2 separate regions of the Mus musculus genome follow, and region 2 is linked to region 1. The links are chromatin contacts, called in public Hi-C maps. All regions are on one chromosome and are shown on one strand. The core of a region is the stretch at or near the end of the contact, and the rest is flanking DNA. Distances in the headings are between cores, read along the strand shown. Region 1 overlaps Gm12153 (a long non-coding RNA gene). Region 2 has its middle 32 kb from the start of Gm12153.

What was found. A called contact is a pair of places that touch in the nucleus more often than the background predicts.
Region 2: a contact with region 1 is called in a Hi-C map of liver, with 2.0 times the contacts expected there. The contact joins two enhancer-like sites. A contact is called at or near these places in 7 of 484 Hi-C or Micro-C datasets (liver, muscle stem cells, myocytes and 3 more) and 1 of 115 datasets of contacts at active chromatin or transcription factors (pancreatic cancer cells).

Annotation. Positions count from the first base shown.
Region 1 is chr11:43,999,665-44,003,762 of GRCm38.p6, forward strand. The region is part of intron 1 of Gm12153 (a long non-coding RNA gene); the gene reads left to right. Among named protein-coding and RNA genes, the nearest start is that of Gm12153, 43 kb to the left of the region's middle. Within about 2 kb of position 2,362, at least 26 of the 459 cell types and tissues checked have an H3K27ac peak or open chromatin away from gene starts, as enhancers often do. A contact at or near this core is called in liver, where this site is marked.
Region 2 is chr11:43,925,044-43,928,648 of GRCm38.p6, forward strand. No RefSeq gene overlaps it. Among named protein-coding and RNA genes, the nearest start is that of Gm12153, 32 kb to the right of the region's middle. Within about 2 kb of position 2,263, at least 57 of the 459 cell types and tissues checked have an H3K27ac peak or open chromatin away from gene starts, as enhancers often do. A contact at or near this core is called in liver, where this site is marked.

The sequences.
Region 1 (4,098 bases), core at 1,112-3,611:
TTAGTGGTTTTCAGGGGTTTCCATGTGAAAAGAGATGAATGGATATATGGAGTTTAGGAAACTTTTAGGGTAATGAAACTATTAGGTGAGGTACCATAATGGTAGGAAAATGTCATTATGTATTTATCAACACTCACAGAATGTGCAACACAATAATGAACCTTAGTGTAAAGCATGAACCATGGGTGATTATGATATGTCAATGCAGACTCATTGCTCATAAAACCTGGACCATGCCGGAGGGGAACGAGGGCAGCAGGAGACCATGTGAGTATGGGCAGGAGTTAGAAGAAAATATTCCATTCTTTCTACTCGATTTCGCTTCTAACATAATTTATATTAATTTGGGGACTAAAAAAAAGCCCCTCTACATTCTCCTCTATGTTTTCAGAAGAAATCACGCCGTCTCCTTACAAGTGAGGGTAAGAGGAGAAAATGAACACTTCAGTTCTCTATGTCCCAGCCATTTCCCATTCAATGTCTCCCATCTAACAAGGAGGGCTAATCAGGAGAAAAGTAGGGTGTGTGTAGCTACAGTTGTGTGGGAAAGTGCTGAAGCCATGGACCGGAATAATCAGGACAATCAGGGTCCTATTTACAGCAAGTTGTGACCTATTTCTTAACCAGCAATTTGTAGCCAGACTTCTCCAATCCGCCTTCATGAGAGATGCCTGGGAATTTATCATGGCAGAAGGAAGATGTGAGTCTTCCCCAACTCTCTAGGTCAAGTTCTTGGGTTTGAGCACTCACATGCCTCTGGAACACTTAGGCTGTGGGGCAAGACATACCTCAGAAACCTCTAGAGGTGGGAAGTCTGAACAGACTGTAGAGTCAAGGAATACACAGAATTTGAAAGCTAGAGGATCAGGAACCAGGTGGGAAGTCTAGGCAATGGATGGAAGGGTGAGTTCTGAGCAGCATGGAAACTTCAAAGTGACTTCCTTCTAGACAGGGACTCAGCACGAAGCTGAGATCTGTGTTCTGTAGAAGTCATAACTCACCTTGAGGCTGTATTCTTTGGTATAGTGTTTTTGGAGCAAACTTTCTGGCATTTGCCTAACCCTTTGGGGGGGGGGGGAGTCTGGCATGCTAGAAAAAAGAAATTGGAGACCAGGGAGAAGTAGGAAGCTTGAGCTATGAGTTCAGGACGCCATAGGCTCAGCACCTGAACACACAGTGGGGTGGGGGTGGGGGTGGGGGTGGGGGTGGGGGGAAGAAGTTTTCCCCAAATCCCTGAGGAAGTCAGCTGCTGATTGGAGGATCTTTCCTCACTAGAGGGAGGAAAGTCAGTTGAGTTAGCCAAGGATGCATGATATTCCACGAAATCCCACTACAGCATTGTGCCCATTACCCCAAAAGAAATAGTTTCCGCTTCTTCCTGTTGTGCTAGGATTTACTAGCCATCTAACCCTTCCCCTTGGTACAGCTTGTGAATATTTTAAGAGAACATCTGTTGATACTTAGCATGAATGAAAACAAAAAGATTGGCTTAGTTTGTGGGTAGTCATGAAAACATCGTCATCAGAGCTTACATTGCACAGAAGGAGCACTTATTTGTCGGGTTAGTGTTTGCTGAGCAATTTAACTGTAATAGTAAGAGTTTTACTGACTGTGAAAGTAGCAACAATAACAACAACAACAATAACAACAAATATGTTAATTGTTACTGAGTCTCTCAGCTAGGGTCAAATGTTTTATGCTGTACAGATCTGGCCTAGGGAAAATTTTCTGGATTCTTCTGTGGCTTTCCAGGTTTATTTCCTCTCTGTCATAACCCACTGTAAGTACAGGATCACTATGAGTACACACGCTAGTGTAAAAAGACTTTAAATGTCACCAAAGTGCCTATTTTAGGGGAAGGGTCTCTTTGAACTACATTTGAATGGTATTCTGAAAGTTTGCATCTGTTGCAAGTTTAAAGTTTAAAGTTGAGAGTACAGTGTGGGTGGGGCTCAGGGTTAAGGACAGTGTTTGTCTAAAGGCAGCCTGGACACTTGTTAGGAGTTCTCTGCTCATCCTTACAAAAAACAAAAATCATATAAATGAAAACATTTGCAAACTGCACAGGACCATTAGATTCCAAAATAAACTGTTCTTTTTTTTTTTCTTTCTGGTTTTATGAGACAGACAGGGTTTCTCTGTGTGGCCCTGGCTGTTCTGGAACTCACTCTGTAGACCAGGCTGGCCTTGAACTCAGAGATTCGCCTGCCTCTACCTCCTGAGTGCTGGGATTAAAGGCGTGCGCCACCACGCCCAGCTAAGAAACTATTCTTATTCCAGGTGACCAAGGACAGATACTGACATGAGTGGACGAAGAAGCCAAGCCCCAAAAGTGAATTATTAACAGTCTGCAAGTGTATGAAGCAGTAAGGTGTGGCTGTTGGGAAATAGCTGTTCTTTGCACCTATTCAAGCCAGAACACTAAGCAGGAATGGCAGCTGGAGGAAATGAACAGAGACACAAGTCATATGACATATGGGAGACAGAGGAAATCAGCTTTCATTCATGAAATCCCTCCTAGACATTTGCTGAGTAGCTGTTATACATCAGGTACTCAGCAGGTTTGGGACTTCAGTGAAGATCTGGTTCCATTTGGCTCACAGAACCATGGGTCTTCTGGAATACATGCCCCTTAGGGGCCAAGGTGCACCTGCCAGGTCATTACCTCGACACCACTGGGCTTCCCTCCCAGCAGATGACTAATTGAGATGTATTGCATGAAAGAGTGAATTTAGGTTTAACCAGTGGGAAACACAAAGTCATCTGGTAAACCACAGGTCCTGTAATCCAGTCCAAGGCTGATTTATTTCTTCCTGGACACTGGACAGGAGCTGTCAGAGCTCCACTTTCTGCTGAAGACTCCATTTCTCTGGAGGCCTGATTCCCTGGTGTGCTGTTTTAGGTAGAGAGCTAAGCGGTGACTGAAGAGCCAAGTCTCACAAGTCAGATGTGAATCTTCTCTAGGTCTCTAAGTCAAGTTCTTGGGTGTGAGCACTCACACTTAATATCAACTTGCCCCCTACCCCCAGTCTGCTCTTCCGAGTACACAGGCTGCTTAGACCTTTTTCTGGAGCTCCACCACTCCAATCTTCCCCACTGGAGTCAAAACACTGTCTGGCATCCTGCAGGACAATTACATATCCTCAAACGGAACAAGTCACCCAAGAACCAGCTGGAAGGCTTCCATCCCCTGCCTGCCTCACTGGAAAGAGAAGAGTGAGGCACAGCAGCTGGGTTGCTCATTATACTCAACCTGCATGTGATTAGATGTCCACTGGGTAGAGATGGCAGCTTTGTGTGATTCTCCAGCTCCTGCCTGCACATCTCAAGCTAATCTCCTTCTTCTTGAAGCCTACTGGATGATACTCACATACAGGCCTTGGTATTGGAAAAGCTCCTTCCTCCCCATTGCTTTTTCTTTTTTTCACATCTCAATAAACCCTTCTCCTCACATATTTTTCAAATGCAGTCACAAAGGGACCACTTAATTAACAGGCTGCCATTGTCTAAAGGCTGATTTGGAAGCTTACAGCCATTGAAGGAACCTCACACTGTTCCAGACAACAGAAACAGTGGGGTGCACCATCTGGGAGGGAGCTTCTGAGGAAACAGATGCCAGTGTTTCCATGATTAACAACCTAATATCATAACACCATAGTATGTTGTGCCATTTGGTTAGGAGTTACAGCCCTCTGAGCCAGTATTCTCACATCTCGCCAAATCCTGCAGCGTCAAAATATTTGCTTTGGCATAGGGCCTTCATTTACTCTTCCCTTGTGCCTGTTTCCCCCTATACAGCCTCGGCAGGGCTGGGGAGGTTGAAAGGGTTCAGTTGAAACCTAGCTGATGAATTCGCCGACTTGGAGTGTGGTCCTTACACAGATGGAAGCCCACAACAGGTGGATTCATAGTTCAAAGATCTGTTTCAGAATGAAGCAAGTTTTGGCCAAGGACTCCGAACTTTGGTTCAGAACAAAAATGCCAGCCTTGGCCTTTCACCACCTTGTCTCATTTCAACCTTTATATCCATCTTCTTGATCATTAGTTCATTCGACTGAGCTCCTGCTATGTATGGGGCACCTGGACGGAAAAGTGCAT
Region 2 (3,605 bases), core at 1,013-3,512, 75 kb before region 1:
TGGTATACATATGATTTTTACCATTTAGCAAAGATGGGCCAATTTGCATTTTTATGAGCTAAGATAGATGTGCTTGTTTAACATGACACAACACAACTCAAAGATACAGTAATTTGGTACTTACCCGATGGTAGGAAGATACTAAAAGACTTTCTTTTCCATAATTAGACCATTATGTTTCCTTAAGAGCAGAGAAGTTTTCCTGTAATTAAGAACATGAAGTTCACAGCACACAACAGTTTCCAATTGGGACTAAGTGGTGCCAGGTAGCCTTGCAGCCTGATACCAGGGCATGCATATACAGTGTGAAGTGTGCATGCTGTGTGATGCATGTACAGTGTGAAGTGTGAATGTTGGGCGTTCAGTGAAGATGCAATGATCTAGAGTAGCTGCAAAAGCAAGTAGTTTCAGAAGCACTTTGTATTCATTACATTTTGATTTCCAATTAGGTTTTGGTTGTCCTGGAATCAGAGACCTTTCAGTGTTGCCAAATTTCTCGTGGCCCACCCTGCCAGCAACTACTCACCCACAATATCAGATGCTTGCGAATCACATCTTACATCTGAAAAAATAAAATAAAAAAAAAAAAGAACCACAAAGTCGTATATTCATAGAGTCCCTGGGACCCGGCTCAGGTTGTAGTCCCAGCAGCCTGCCCTGCATTGCACACTGGCGCAGGCTGTTCCTGCTGTTAGGAAAGGGAGATTAACTGTGTCCCAGGGTGTTGAAGCCTCACTAGCACTGAGAGAATTTCTCACTGATGTAATCAGAGGTGGCGGAAAGAGGAGGGAGTGGGAACAGTGTGCTCACCAAATGACTCCTGTCCTCTGGCCCTGAGCTCATCCGGGTGGCTATTGTCTCAGGGTCTGCTGGCTGAAAAGAAAACCATTTTTCAAATCACCTTCTCTGTATTTTTATTCTTATCTTACTCATTTTTAGCTGTTGAATATCACTTTTTGCCCCTAGCTATTTTTTCTTAAACTAAATATTAGAAAAAAAGGAAACAGAATGTCCTTTCTTTCTTTCTTTCTTTCTTTCTTTCTTTCTTTCTTTCTTTCTTTCTTTCTTTCTTTCTTTCTTTTTATTTTGTCAGTGCTAGGCTCCCTCCATTAGGAGCACAAAAGGAACCAGAGATTAGCTGCAATCAGCGGAGTCCCACAATGCCACAGTAATGACTTGGGGTATCTTTTAATAGCATTAACGAATGCTGGCGGGCCAGCATGGCAGTTGCTCACAGGCATCTCTCTTTCATCCCTGGCTCCTTGGGGAATGCAGGGCAGTGGCAGGAGATGGCAGGTAGGAGGGGAATGAGTAGGTCTAAGCCTCAGGACAACCACTAGCTTGAAGATGGGGCTGCGAGTCTGACTCATAGCCAGCCTGGGGCCAGAGCCATGAAAGTTGATGCAACATTTGTTTGTGCAAAATGCTTCCCTGATGTGCGATTATGCCCCCCATTCCTGTAACTCGGTTTCCATTTTTCTATGGGAGCAGTGTATATGCATGCTGGCAGGTGCAATAGCCTGAAAACCTCTTGCTAGAAGTGGAGTCATTCACACCACCGAGCCCAGTGGCTGAATCACTGCACAGGCTGGGAGCCTGATTTTTACCTCAATAATCACATCTATAGTGATTCTGTGCTAGGGGCAAGACGAACCAGCAGAGAACATGCTCAACCTCCATTTTCACAGTAATTCTTCCCAGGGCTGGGGATGTAGCTATGGTGAGTGGAGTGCTTGGCTAATATGCACAAAGTCCTAGGTTCAATCCCCAGTGCGGAATATACCAGGCAAGGTGGTACCTTCCAGTATATGTCAGAACTTGGAGGTAGAGGCAGGGGGAGTGGAAGTTCAAGGTTATCTTTGGCTGCGTAGTGAGTTTGAGGCCAGCATGGGCTGCATGAAACTGTATATAAGAGAAAAAAGAAAACCTTCCCACTATAGACTCTATACTGATTATGCCCAGAAGATAGATTGGAGAAGCGGAGTCTTTCAAAGCTAAGCAACTTATAGACAGTGAAGCTGAGATCAGAATCCAGGCTTTTAAACCCTGTGAAATGTGAAAGAAAGACATTGGATGTAGCTGTTCAGAGTGCGGAAAGGAGAGAAATATTGTGTGCGGCAGGAGCCAGTGAGGCTGGAGACTGGCTCCTAAAGCCACTGCCATTAAATGACTCAGCTCTCAGCAAGCTTCAGAGTGTGCTGTGTCAGGGGGTGTCCCTCTGCTGTGGGATTAGAGGGGCAGCTGGTCCAGGAATGCACCATGTATCACTGTCATCTGCCCTGGGTTCAGCTCTGACACTGGAGGCTTGTGGATAGCACGGTGTGTAACACTGGGCAAGTGATGCAATCTCTTTGGACCGTAGCTTTTTTTTTTTTTTTTTTTTTTTGGTAATCTGTGAAACCAAGACAAAAATACATCCATCATTTAGGAACATTTCGGGAAATATAAGTATGATAGGATTTAGACAACACCCGACACCCACAAGGCTTATCATTAGGCCCACAGCTGTGTATCCTGAACCCACTTGCAGGGCCCACCTCTCCCTGTGAGCTTCTCTCTACCAGCCTGCTCTGGGTTATGTAACCACTTGGCTTTTGTGGCCTTCGGAGAGCCTGGCCACACAGAGGGTGTTCTGTGACCCAGTAGCACTCTCCTTTGGGCACACTCCAGTCCTCCTGAGCCAGACTGCATTTAACGATGTCCCCAAGAGGTATGGGGGCACAGTCAGGTTTAGAGTCAGGTTAGAACTTTGGAAGGCCACCTGAAGAATAGATATGACCTAGGTTTCCTCCTCTTTATTGGGGATTCAGTCCAATGCTTAGTTCAAATCACAAGAGTACAAGAAATAATCTGTGGGCCTCTGTGTGACACTATTTCTGTCACATTTCCTTTGCTCTTGTTGCATGTCACATCTGAGGCATGCCCAGCTCCAACATTTGGTCCATTCTGTGGTTGTGAAGACTGAGGCAGAGCTGGGAGTGAGTTTAAGTGTACAGGTACTGGATGCCAGGCAGAGTCAAGTTCCAATTCTGGGCTTGCCTCTCGGTCCACCTTGCTTCACAGCCAGACAGTAAAAAGCTGTAGATTCTTTTTCTTCTTGGGTACCTGGTAATGGTTTGCCCCTGTGTCCCACGACTTCATTCCCTAAAAGTGGTGTGGATACAGGTTTTTGTTCAGCTCATGTGAGCATGGTGCCACACATTAGGCTTCTGTTCCCTTATCATTTCCATTCCCTGCTCCTCCTGAGACCTACACTGCTAGCATCTTAGTTGTATTACAGATGGCAAAATTTTTGCTTCAAGTGAGGAAGGTGCTTAAAGGTAGGGGAGCAGGGCAGGGGGAAGGTATAGAGAACTTTTGGGATAGCACTTGAAATGTATATAAAGAAAATATCTAATAAAAAATAATCAAAAAAGAAAGAAAGGAAGGAAGGAAGGAAGGAAGGAAGGAAGGAAGGAAGGAAGGAAGGAAGGAAAGGAAGAAAGAAAGAAAGAAAGAAAGGAAGAAAGAAAGAAAGAAAGAAAGAAAGAAAGAAAGAAAGAAAGAAAAGGAAGTGGGACTGGAATGGGAGGCACCCATCTCTCCTTCCTGGCAGCACCGATTGT